Regions from separate parts of the Ovis aries genome. Here region 2 is linked to region 1. The links are chromatin contacts, called in public Hi-C maps. All regions are on one chromosome and are shown on one strand. The core of a region is the stretch at or near the end of the contact, and the rest is flanking DNA. Distances in the headings are between cores, read along the strand shown.

Region 1 (5,555 bases), core at 2,159-4,658:
CAGGCAAAGTTCTTTACCACTGAGCCACCAGGGAAGTCCCTATATGCATAGTTAAGTCTGCAGAAAGACGCACAAGGTTGCTGAAGTGTGAGAAAAAACTGGCTCACTCTGTATCAAAAGCTTTCTTTTGTGATAGAAATTAACTAGGTGGGGCCCCAGGGTAGCTCCATTCAATAGGGACAAGATTGCAATGGCGAGTGACTTCTGCTTATATACCTGGAACACATATATTTTGAAATGACATGTAAACTAACTTCAGAGACTTGAGTCATCTGATATTTTCTGAGTTAATATCTTAAATACCTTTGCCCAAGTATCTTTTGAATCAATTCACCCTCTCCTCTGGTGGGATTTTCCTCAGCACCCACCTTGCTTGTATCTTCCCCATTTCATTCTCACTGCAGCGGAAGTGAACTTTCTCAAATACAGATCTGCTCTGCTTAAAATCCTCTAATGGCTTTTCTGAAGACTGGAAGACCCCCGAAGGCAAGGACTGTATTCTTAGTACCTGGTAGAGTGTCTACAAATATGCTGTCTCCAAGACCAGGTTGGGGTTACATTCAATTTTCAAGAGCTGTTTGTACATGGAGTTTTACTGCCCATGGGAAATGTGAGACATGATACCCTTTGACTTATGTTAATGCAGCTCAGAAAAGTCTTTTCGAAGATGCTTGATAACACTGAGTTAGTATTTGAGGTATTTAAGTCTTTGCTTGAGGATACACATTCACCTGATGGGTGTGTTGCAAGCATACTTTAGGGTAGGGTCATTTTGGTGATATGTGTTCCTCTTAAAGATTCCAATCTCTGTGGGACCTTGATTTTCTCAGATTAGAAAGGGGAGAGTAGATAGAAGATTTCATTTTCCTTTTATTTTCTTAAATAGCATTCAGGTAATAACCAGACTATGAAACTAACAGGATGACCCATCTGACTGGCAGATGTGTGACAGCTCAGGTCTGCCCGAGGATGAATCTATTAATTCCTCTTTTCTAGTTACCCAGTAAGTCTATCTGCCACCAATAATCAAAATGCGTGCTGTATATATGTTCTGAGTTACTTCAGTCGTGTCCAGCTCTTTGCTATCCCATGGACTGTAGCCCGCCAGGCCCCATGGAATTCTCCAGGCAGGAACACTGGAGTGGGCTGCCATGCCCTTCTCCAGGGGATCTTCCCAACCCAGGGATCAAACCCGTGTCCCTTATGGCTCCTGTATTGGCAGGTGGGTTCTTTACCACTAATGCCACCTGGAAAGCCCAGTAATCAATACAATACCCCCAAAGAGAGACAGAGAGAAAAGAGCAGGAACTAGGTTCTGTTTTCTGAAGAGCCAAAAAGAGTTCAAGATTCTGAGTTACTAAAAAAAAAAAAAGACTGTAGAACTAGGGGAATCTGACAGTTCAGGTGGAGGAAAGTCAGTTACCAAGGATTGATTGGTATTTAACTATTTGGAAATTGAAGTCCATTCCTGGAAGCACAATCAACGGCCTCCCAGGGCACCAAGGGCAGAGCAGTTCCTGGAGCAAGGAGGGTAGCCCCTGCTCTACCCTTGGGCAGATGCTGGATTTGGGCCAGAGCTTAGCTGGGTTGTTTCCAGGTCCAGACAGGGACTAGGTGGGAAGTTAGAGGGACTGTTCCATTCCTAGGCTAATGAACATATTTAGTTGATACACAAGCTGCTATTTTGTTTTAAATTCCAGATATGTAAACGCTCTTTAGACTCTAGCTAAGACTGGCCAACTTGATCTGTAGATGTCATTACACATCTAAATCTTCAGAACCTTTGAGGACCAGACCCCAGGGTCAGATACCGTGAGATAGGTGCTTATTGCATACCTGCTGAATCAAAGAACAAGATCATGATGGGCACAGAGTGAGCCAAGAAGAAAAAGAAGCAGAACCCCGCCTCTGTCAGTGTCTGCTCCATTTCACCGCTGTGATCAAGGCAGTTTCCTATAACTAACTCTTCACACTTAAGTGAAATACAAACTACCCCAGAACTCTACTTGACCTTCAGAGCCTTGTAATTGTTTCGGTGGTCTGCCTCATGACTGTTAGGTTGTCCCAGAGACCTGAGCACTTAGCCTTAGAAGACTTTAACATTTCTCCTTAAAACAGTGTCAACTTGAGGATTCAGTGGGGGAATAACTGGCAAATAACAGAATCTAAAAGAAGAATCTTTTAAAGAATCTTTAAAAGAATCTTTAAAAGAAGCGACAGCTTTCCACTTCTTTCTCATTCAGCTCTCAAACGTTTCTTAAATAGCCTGCTTACAACCACCCAGGAACATTCACACGCCATGGTGAGAAGTGCCATCAGTAATTCTCTCTGATATTGACAGAAAGAAAAGAAGCATCCTATTCTTCAATAATTTGAACCACCTCATGGAACACTGACTTCCTCTAAATTCACTGGGCAAACATCTATACCACAATGGAAAATAAAATGTACTAAATTACTAAAGGGAGTTATTGTTGTTTTTAAGGTTATTTGCAGTGCTTGAGGGAAAAAAAAGGTTTTTGTCTTATATCATTGGAAAATTCGTTCAGTGGTGGTTTGTGAAAATCTCACCTCATCTGTACTGCCAAGGTCACTGAGACCCAAGTAACTGACCTGGGAGATATTTGCCTAATTATCAAATATTCAGCAAACCATGCGTGACCATTTAACCGTTTGCACCTGGGACCGGCCTTCACACGCGTTGCTTCCTAGCACTGCCCTCCTCCCTTCCACCCCTATTCATCGCCACCCAGAGCGCCAGCACCCCTGAAGGAGCAAAATCCTGGGACTCAAGGACATTTCAAAGAAACAGCGGCGGTCACCGTCCATTTCCGTTTTCCTTAAAAGAAAAAAACACCCAGATGCTTAAAAATGGGGGAAGGAGGGGGTTCTCAGAAACTGTGGGAAATCTTTTGCAGTTTTTCCAATCCAAGTTCTCAGGCACTCTTGAAAGTTCATTAATTAGAGATTTAAACACAAAAGTGCTTTGCACACCAATTAGATGCCAAGCTTTGTAAGCTGTCTTGGTGTTCAGTTTGGGAGAGTTAGTAAAAGTCCCCCCACCTCACCCCATTCTGCATTTTGCCTCTTTCAGAGCCTTTTCTTGAATGACCTGACTTTTCCAAAGCAATCAAAGTGAGAATTGCCCCACTCCCACCCCCCACTTTTCCCCCATGGCAAAAGGAAATAAAGACGTAAAAATCCCCGGCGAGAGAAGTGGGGGCAATTAAGCCACAAAGCCGAGCTCCGCGGAAGTCAAGCTCCGGTGCTGCTCGAGGCGGGGCAGGGAGCGCGGGGCGGGAGACGGTCCCTACCTGGGAATGCGGCGGCGGCGGCGGCGGCGGGGTCCTGGCGCCCATGGCTTCGCCGGCCTCGGGCGGCCGCGCTGGGAAACGCCGGCGGCTCAGTGCCGCCGGGACCCGCGGCGCTCGCAGCTGCCGCCCCGGCGCCGTCATTGGGCCGGTGCGTCACGTGGCCTGGCCGGCGGGCGAGCCTCCAGCGCCCGCTAACCCTTTACCTGCGCCGCCAGCGCCGCTCCAGAGGGCTCCCCGAGCCCGACTACCGACACCCCATACGCCCGCCCCGGAGCCCAGGCTGGCCTGCGGGGCGCACCCGAGCAGGAAATCTCGGAGCTCGGCTTCTGATCGTCGACACTCAGGCTGCGTGCCAGCCGCCCGCTCGCTCGGGGAAACTTTTTGGTGCCTACTTTATCGTCGTGCTGCGGGGGAGAGGGGAGCTTCCTAAGATGCGGGACCTAAGAGGGGAGATACATAAGTGCACTCCCTGGCAAACTGATGTACCCTCCTTCTTCCCGTGAACTTGTTTTGTTTCCTCCCCCGTTCTGGCAAGTGCGTACCTGGCATACGCACTGTCACCTGCCTTTAAGGGATAAATATTCTGGGGTAGAGAGCAGACGCTACCAGGATGAGAATTCCCTGGGAAGCTGCATAGCCTCGCCGGCACCCTGGAGACCGCAGTGGGAGTTCAAAAGTCATGCTCCCCCCGTCCCCCACCTTCCCTCTCTGTTCCTGGGGTGTTGGAACCTCGGCTGCCACACTCCGTCTACCGTCCTAAGCTCCAAGCCTGAGCTTGGAGCCATCCATACGCTTAAGGTGGGTTGATTTACCCTAAAATAGTACTTAAGCGTTGGAGATTCTTTTCACCTGTGCTTCAAAGTGCGTCGGTGTTGGCCTTAACAGGGAGATATGTTAAGCAAGGGCGCCACCTAGCTTGTCCTTTTCTCTCTTTCCCCTTCATTCGTCCATTCAGAGAGCGTCAGCTTGAAACAGTATGCTGGAGAAGCAACAGGGCAGAATACCGTTTAAAGATGTAATCTGTCCACTCCAGTGACTCCAGCGCTATTTACATGACAACGTTTGTCACACTTTAACTCCTTTTTTTTTTTTTTGAATCATTCCACTTATGTAGTGGCTGCATGTTTTAAAATGATAGATTATTAGGATGGGAAGATATTATGATTCAAGAAAATGAGAATGGTCTGGAATGTTTTGAAAAGAATGATCATTGTACAGCTTGTCTGACTGGAAAATACCCTGTGGAACTGGAATGGTAGCTGCCAGGGGCAGACATCATATTTCAGGACACAAAAGCTGGTGAAGAAGTTGTAGTGGGTATACCTTCATTTACTGTTACTCAGTTGGTACAGTGTGAAATGCCACATGCTCGTAAGTTCTGAGATTTATTTTTCTGAAAAGGATACCAAATTGCTATGATTTATTCAGTAATCCTGGATAAATACTTTGGTATTATGTAGGAACTTGGATGATCCTTTTAGTTTTATTCAGTACGGTTATTTTTTAGAGATCATGTACATTTCAGATCATCAGCAGTAATGTAGCAGATAGGTGAATTTCTGTTTTAGAAAGGATTGCCAGGTATTGTACTCTCACAGGTTCTTAGGAAATTTTGTGGAATGTTTAAGAGTTACTGAAATTCATTTATGGAATATTTTCATAGAGAAGGAAATGGCAACCCACTCCAGTGTTCTTGCCTGGAGAATCCCAGGGGCGGGGGAGCCTGGTGGGCTGCCGTCTATGGGGTCGCACAGTCGGACACGACTGAAGTGACTTAGTTTATGTGCTGTTTTGGGCTTCCCAGGTGGCGCTAGTGGCGAAGAGTGTGCATGCCAATGGCAGGAGACATAGGAGACACTGATTCCACCCTTGGATTGGGAAGTTCCCCTGGACGAGGAAGTGGCAACCCACTCCAGTATTCTCTCCTGGAGAATCCCATGGACAGAGGAGCCTGGCAAGCTACAGTCCATGGGGTCGCATAAGAGTCAGACACGGCTGAGGAGGCTTAGCACAGGTGCATGCTGTTTTACATTACTTTCTGATAAAACCCTTTGTCCGCGTAAAGAACCATCTTATCCAATTTCTAACCCATGCTTTAAACATGGTCACAGGATAACGGTAAGTTTTAGTTGGTTATTTTGACCAAAAAGACTTGGGTGTTTATCTTGGGTTTTAAAGTATGTTTCCCAGACTAGCAGAATTGGCATCATCTGGGGGGATTTAGTAAAACTGCAGATTCTT
Region 2 (5,555 bases), core at 844-3,343, 67 kb before region 1:
CATTATTGCCACAACTGGTGAAATCTGAATAAGGCCTGTAGATAGGTGGCAGCATTAAATCAGTGTTAATGTCCTGCTTGTGATCATTGTACTGGGGCTCTATGAGAGCATGCCTTTTTTCTTAGGAAGTATTTCACAGTGATGTATTTAGCAGTAGTGGGACATGGTGGTATCTGTAATTTATTAAAATAATTCAGGAAAAAAATGTGTGTATATGTGTGCACAGAGAAAGAGAGAAGAATGAAGCAAATGTAGTAAAGGTTAACGTCTGGGGACTCTGAGTAACGGAGGGTCCTTTGTACTTTCCTTGCAACTTTTCATTGTCTGATATGACGTCAACATCAAAAGTTAAAAGGAAAAAAAAGCGCTAATCTGATGTCGGTTTCTGTTCTGCTTGTTCCTGGGCTAGGACCTAATACCGACAGAAAACCATTGCTATTTAGCTATTCCCTCTAAAGAAGCACATGGGGAAAGGTCTTGGAAAGGAGCTCATCGAAAGCCCATCAAACTTTCTGGATTTAGCTGTCATTCTGTGTATGTGCTGAAGACCTTTCCTCAATAGCCAGCCCCAGGCACTGGAACTCTGAAGGCAAAGATGTTTCCAGTCTTTGGGCTGGCCGACCTCAGAGGGGATTTGGTGTTGTTTGTCAGCTGCCTGCCTAACCTAGGTCAGCATCTACCTGCATGGAGCACGTCACATCTGTTATTCAAATAAAGGGATGACTGGTGAGAGACAAAAGTGAGTGAATGAATGGTGAGTATGAGATTTTAGAAATTATTCCAGTAGGTGGTCTGCCGCTTTCCACAATCAAATCTCAACTCAACCCAGGGTCCAAAATCAAAAGTCACGTGCATGGCACAAGCTAAGAGAGATAGGAGGGACCGTGGTTCCCCCTCCCAGCTTGGGAATTGCAGTTTATGTAATCCCAAGGCTTAAGGGAGTCCTGCTTCGAGGGCTCTAGTCAATGGGCTTTCATAGCAGCTGCTGGCAAGTGGGTTGAGTTGACAGAAGTTGAAGTGCTTGGAAGAGACACAGTAAAATCAAACACTTAAATTTCAACTCTGTTGTGATAAACTAAGTTGCCAATGTTTAGAAAACAGTCCAGGATTTCATCTTAACCTGGCTAGCAGGTGAAGCTGAAAAATATTTAGTCACTTACTTCTGGGTACTGACCACTTAGACTCAAGAGGAATGGATAAAAATAACTAGCAGGCCTTGAAGAAATCACAAGGTGCCTTATAAAAGAAATTAAAAGACTGCCTGCCCAGCTTCATAGACAGTATTGAATTTATGGTGGAAAAAGGACAAGAAGATAATTCTTGACTACTAAATCAATCTGTTTTCTCAGCAGAACCATATTCTCCTTTCTGAGCAGGCTTTGCAAACTCTCTGGGACAACATTTTTTCGTGTTTCCTTTTCTCCTAAAGAGGTTGAGCTTCAGTAATTTTGGAGAAAGACTATAAGACTTTATTATCAGCACCATCAAACAGTCCATCTGATGCACTCCTAGCAGTCAGCGTGCTACCATATACGAGTCAGCATCACCTAGAACTGGGCTTGATGGGACATCTGTGCAGAGGTGTGTCCAAATGTCTGTCCCCAACTCCTGCCAAAGGGTTCCCTCAAACAGGTTTCAGAATGGGAACAGCAGAGATTAAAGATGAACACATTCACAATTATGAAAAAGAATGATTTCACCCTGTTTAACTCAGTATTTCCCAAAATTATTTGACCACAGAACCCCCCCCTCATAAAAGATATTAATAACAAATAGAATTTATGTTTTATGAAACTTTGGGAAAAACAATTGTCATGGCAGTCCTAATTGTCAGGAAGGGTTTTGTGCCCCAAACTAATAATGTCAGGAGGGGTTGGTGTTTGTGAACTCAACCAGGCAAAGTCCACGCTGGGTATAAGAAATCCACCTTCCAGCAGCAGCTTCATCATCAACTGTGCAGATGTGGGAAAGTGGTGTAACCTCTTGATCCCTCAGGTTCTTTATCTCCCCAGTGAGTCCTTGACATCAAAGGTCTCTTCCAAACTGAACAATCGAGCTGGTGAATCAGTGAAGGAAGTGTCCTCAACTCATGACCTCTGACTTGGCTCACACACAGTTAGCACTGAACACCCAGACAAGGCAGGCACCGATATGACCCTTCTGCAGGCGGGAGTCCTGCTCAGTGGTTTGTGAACTACCCCATCCCTATCCTGACGGGGCTGTTTGGGTCCCAAGTCCACACTCACCTAAACCCATGATCCTAACTGAATGTACAAAGCTTCTCTTCCTGTTTCCTCCATTCAGGCCCCAAGTTCTTATCTCATTCCCTCAGGTCTGCAGCTCTTTGAAGAGGTCTTCTTGGCTTCTTTGCCAGAGAATACTGGCAAAGCGACTGAGCGTACACACACACACACACATAGCTGATCAACGCCCTGGAGCCTTGAGATAGAGTCAGTGAGTGTAATTGCAGCTTCCCTGGGAAGGGTGAGGACTCAGGTCAGGAGGACGAAGGAGTATGTGCTGAAGCTCTTCACTGGAATGGGCTGCGGAAGTGTGTAAGAGTGTGCATGTGTGTGTGTGTGTGTGGCAGGGCTGGGGTATGTGTGAGGCAGGATGGAATTTGTAAGCTTTTGAGAAAATCCATTGAATCAGCAATTCAGCTCGATGGTTAAATGAGTAATTTAGGGTCTGAGTTTGGGTTCCAACACTGCCTCTACCACTTATTAGCTCTGTGACCTCTACGCAGATTTCTTAGCCTCTGCAAACTCTACCTGTCTAATCAGCAAAATAGGAAAGGTAACAATTCCTGTTTATCAGGACTGTTTCAAAAATCAGTGAGATAAAAGTATGTACGGCATTTATTATGTCTGGCACCCTGCCAGTGCTTATTAATGATTATAAATAATTAACATTCTATTGTTTGATATGCACCAAGTACTGTTTTAAAAAATTTCATGTATTCATTTCAACTCCACAATAACCCTTTAAGGAAGAAGCCAGAATTTTATTTGTTTGTTTGTTTATTATTGGCTGCACCATGTGGCTTGAAGGATCTTGTTTCCTGACCAGGGAATGAACGTGGGCCGTGGCAGTAAATGCAGAGAGTCCTAATCACTGGACTGCCAGGAAAACCCCTATTATTATTTTAACCGAAGGATAGTCGATTTACAATATTATATTAGTTTCAGGTGTACAGCACAGTGATTCAGTGTTTTGTAAGTTATTTAAAGTTATCACAAAATACTGGTTACATTTCCCTGTGCTGTACCATATACCCTTATTGCTTATCTATTTTGTACGTAATAGTTCTAATCACCCGCCACTGTCTGGCCCCTCCTCTGCTCCTTCTCCCCACTGTTAACACCACTGGCTTGTTTTCTGTGTCTGTGAGTCTGTTTCTGTTCTGCTGTATTCTTTTGTTTCATTTTTTAGACTCTACATATGCATAAAATCATTCCGTATTTGTCTTTCTCTGTCTGACTTCTTTCACTAAATGTCATACTCTAGGTCCATCCATGTTGTTGTGATGGCAGAATTTAATTTGTTTTTATGGCTGAATCATAATCCATCATATTACATATATCACACCTTCATTATCCATCCATCTGTTTATGGACATTTAGGTTGCTTCCATATCTTGGCTTCTATACACAGTGTCGCTATGAACATTGGGGTGCCTGGATCTTTTTGTATCAGTGTTTTAGTTTTTTTGGATATATGCCTTGGAATGGAATTGCTGAGTCATATGGTGGTCTATTTTTAGTTTTCTGAAGATCTTCCATACTGGTTTCCATAGTGGTTGAATCATTACATTCCTACCAACTGTATACAGAGGTTGGAAGCCAGGATTTTATGGATAAGTAAATGGATATATAAATTGGAGCGTGGTTCCCAGGTGGCACTAGTCATAAAGAAGCCACCTGCCAATTCAGGAGACATAAGAAACTCGGGTTCAATCCCGGGGACAAGAAGAAATCCTGGAAGAGGGCATGGCAACCCACACCAATGTTCTTGCCTGGAGAATCCCATGGACGAGGAGCCTGGTGGGCTACAGTCCATGGGGTTGCACAGAGCTGTACATGACTGAAGCGATTTAGCACACACAGGCACAGTGTACCTATTATTAATGCTGCTGTTACTGTTTTCATTATTAACATTTCCTGATTATACATTAACTATATAATATTTGTATATTATCACTTTCTTATTACATTAATATAATCAATTATTGAGAGATATTATTACTAATATCTCTTACTAGGTTCTGTTCTTTTCTGTCCACAGAATTTCACAATAAGAAGCAGCTTGTGATCAAGTATGTTTTGCAAAAGGGAACTGGATCCTCTTGATTTGGGTTCTGATAGAATAGCAAGGAGAGTTAAGAAAGTCTTAAGTGAACAGTGCAAAGAAACAGAGGAAAACAACAGAATGGGGAAGAGTAGAGATCTGTTCAAGAAAATTAGAGATACCCAGGGGTCATTTCATGCAAGGATGGGCACAATAAAGGACAGAAATGGTATGGACTTAACAGAAGCAGAAAAGATTACGAAGAGGTGGTATAAATATACAGAAAAACTATACAAAAAAGGTCTTAATGATCTGAATAACCATGATGGTGTGGTTACTCACCTAGAGCTAGACATCCTGGAGTGTGAAGTCAAGTGGGTCTTAGGAAGCATTACTGCAAACAAAGCTAGTGGAGGTGATGGAATTCTAGCTGAGCTATTTCAAATCCTAAAAGATGACGGCGTTAAAGTGCTACACTCATTACGTCAGCAAATTTGGAAAACTCAGCAGTGGCCACAGAATTAGAAAAGGTCAGTTTTCATTCCAATCCCAAAGAAGGACAATGTTAAAGAATGTTCAAATTACTGTACAATTGCACTCATTTCACATGCCAGAAAGATTATGCTCACAATTCAAGCCAGGCTTCAGCAGTACCTGAATTGAAGACTTCCAGATGTATAAGTTGGATTTAGAAAAAGCAGAAGAACCAGAGATCAAATTGCGAACATCCTCTAGATCATAGAAAAAGCAAGGGAATTCCAAAAAAAATCTCCTTCTGCTTCACCGACTATGCTAAAGCCTTTCACTGTGTGGATCACAATAAACTGTGAAAAATTCTTAAAGAGATGGGAATACCAGACCACCTGACCTGTCTCCTGAGAAACCTGTATGCAGAACAAGAAGTAACAATTAGAATGAGACATGGAACAATGAACTGGTTCCAAACTGGGAAAGGAGTCCATCAAGGCTGTATATTGTCACCCTGCTTATTTAACGTCTATGCAGAGTACATCATGTGAAATACCAGGCTGAATGACTCACAAGCTGGACTCAAGATTGCAGGAAGAAAGATCAATAACCTCACATATGCAGATGATACCACTCTAATTGCAGAGAGTGAAGAGGAACTAAAGAGCCTGTGACGAAGGTGAAAGAGGAGAGTGAAAAAATTGGCTTAAAACTCAACATTCAAAAAGTAAGATCATGGCATCCAGTCCCATCACTTCATGGCAAATAGATGGGAAAACTTGGAAACAGTTACAGATTTT

Evidence for each region. Hi-C and Micro-C count contacts between places; a contact is called where the count stands out from the background.
Region 2: a Hi-C map of liver shows a contact between it and region 1, with 4 times the contacts expected there. The contact joins the enhancer-like site here to the promoter of C6H4orf19 in region 1. A contact is called at or near these places in 10 of 16 Hi-C or Micro-C datasets (blood, hypothalamus, liver and 5 more).

Annotation. Positions count from the first base shown.
Region 1 is chr6:57,560,949-57,566,503 of ARS-UI_Ramb_v3.0, reverse strand. It overlaps C6H4orf19 (chromosome 6 C4orf19 homolog), which reads right to left and starts at 3,408. Exons shown (of 3, transcript XM_060417583.1): 1 at 3,315-3,408. It overlaps LOC132660006 (a long non-coding RNA gene), which reads left to right and starts at 3,539. Exons shown (of 4, transcript XR_009601145.1): 1 at 3,539-4,112; 2 at 5,119-5,328.
Region 2 is chr6:57,626,274-57,631,828 of ARS-UI_Ramb_v3.0, reverse strand. The region is part of intron 1 of C6H4orf19 (chromosome 6 C4orf19 homolog); the gene reads right to left. Among named protein-coding and RNA genes, the nearest start is that of C6H4orf19, 66 kb to the right of the region's middle. Within about 2 kb of position 2,093, at least 4 of the 54 cell types and tissues checked have an H3K27ac peak or open chromatin away from gene starts, as enhancers often do. A contact at or near this core is called in liver, where this site is marked.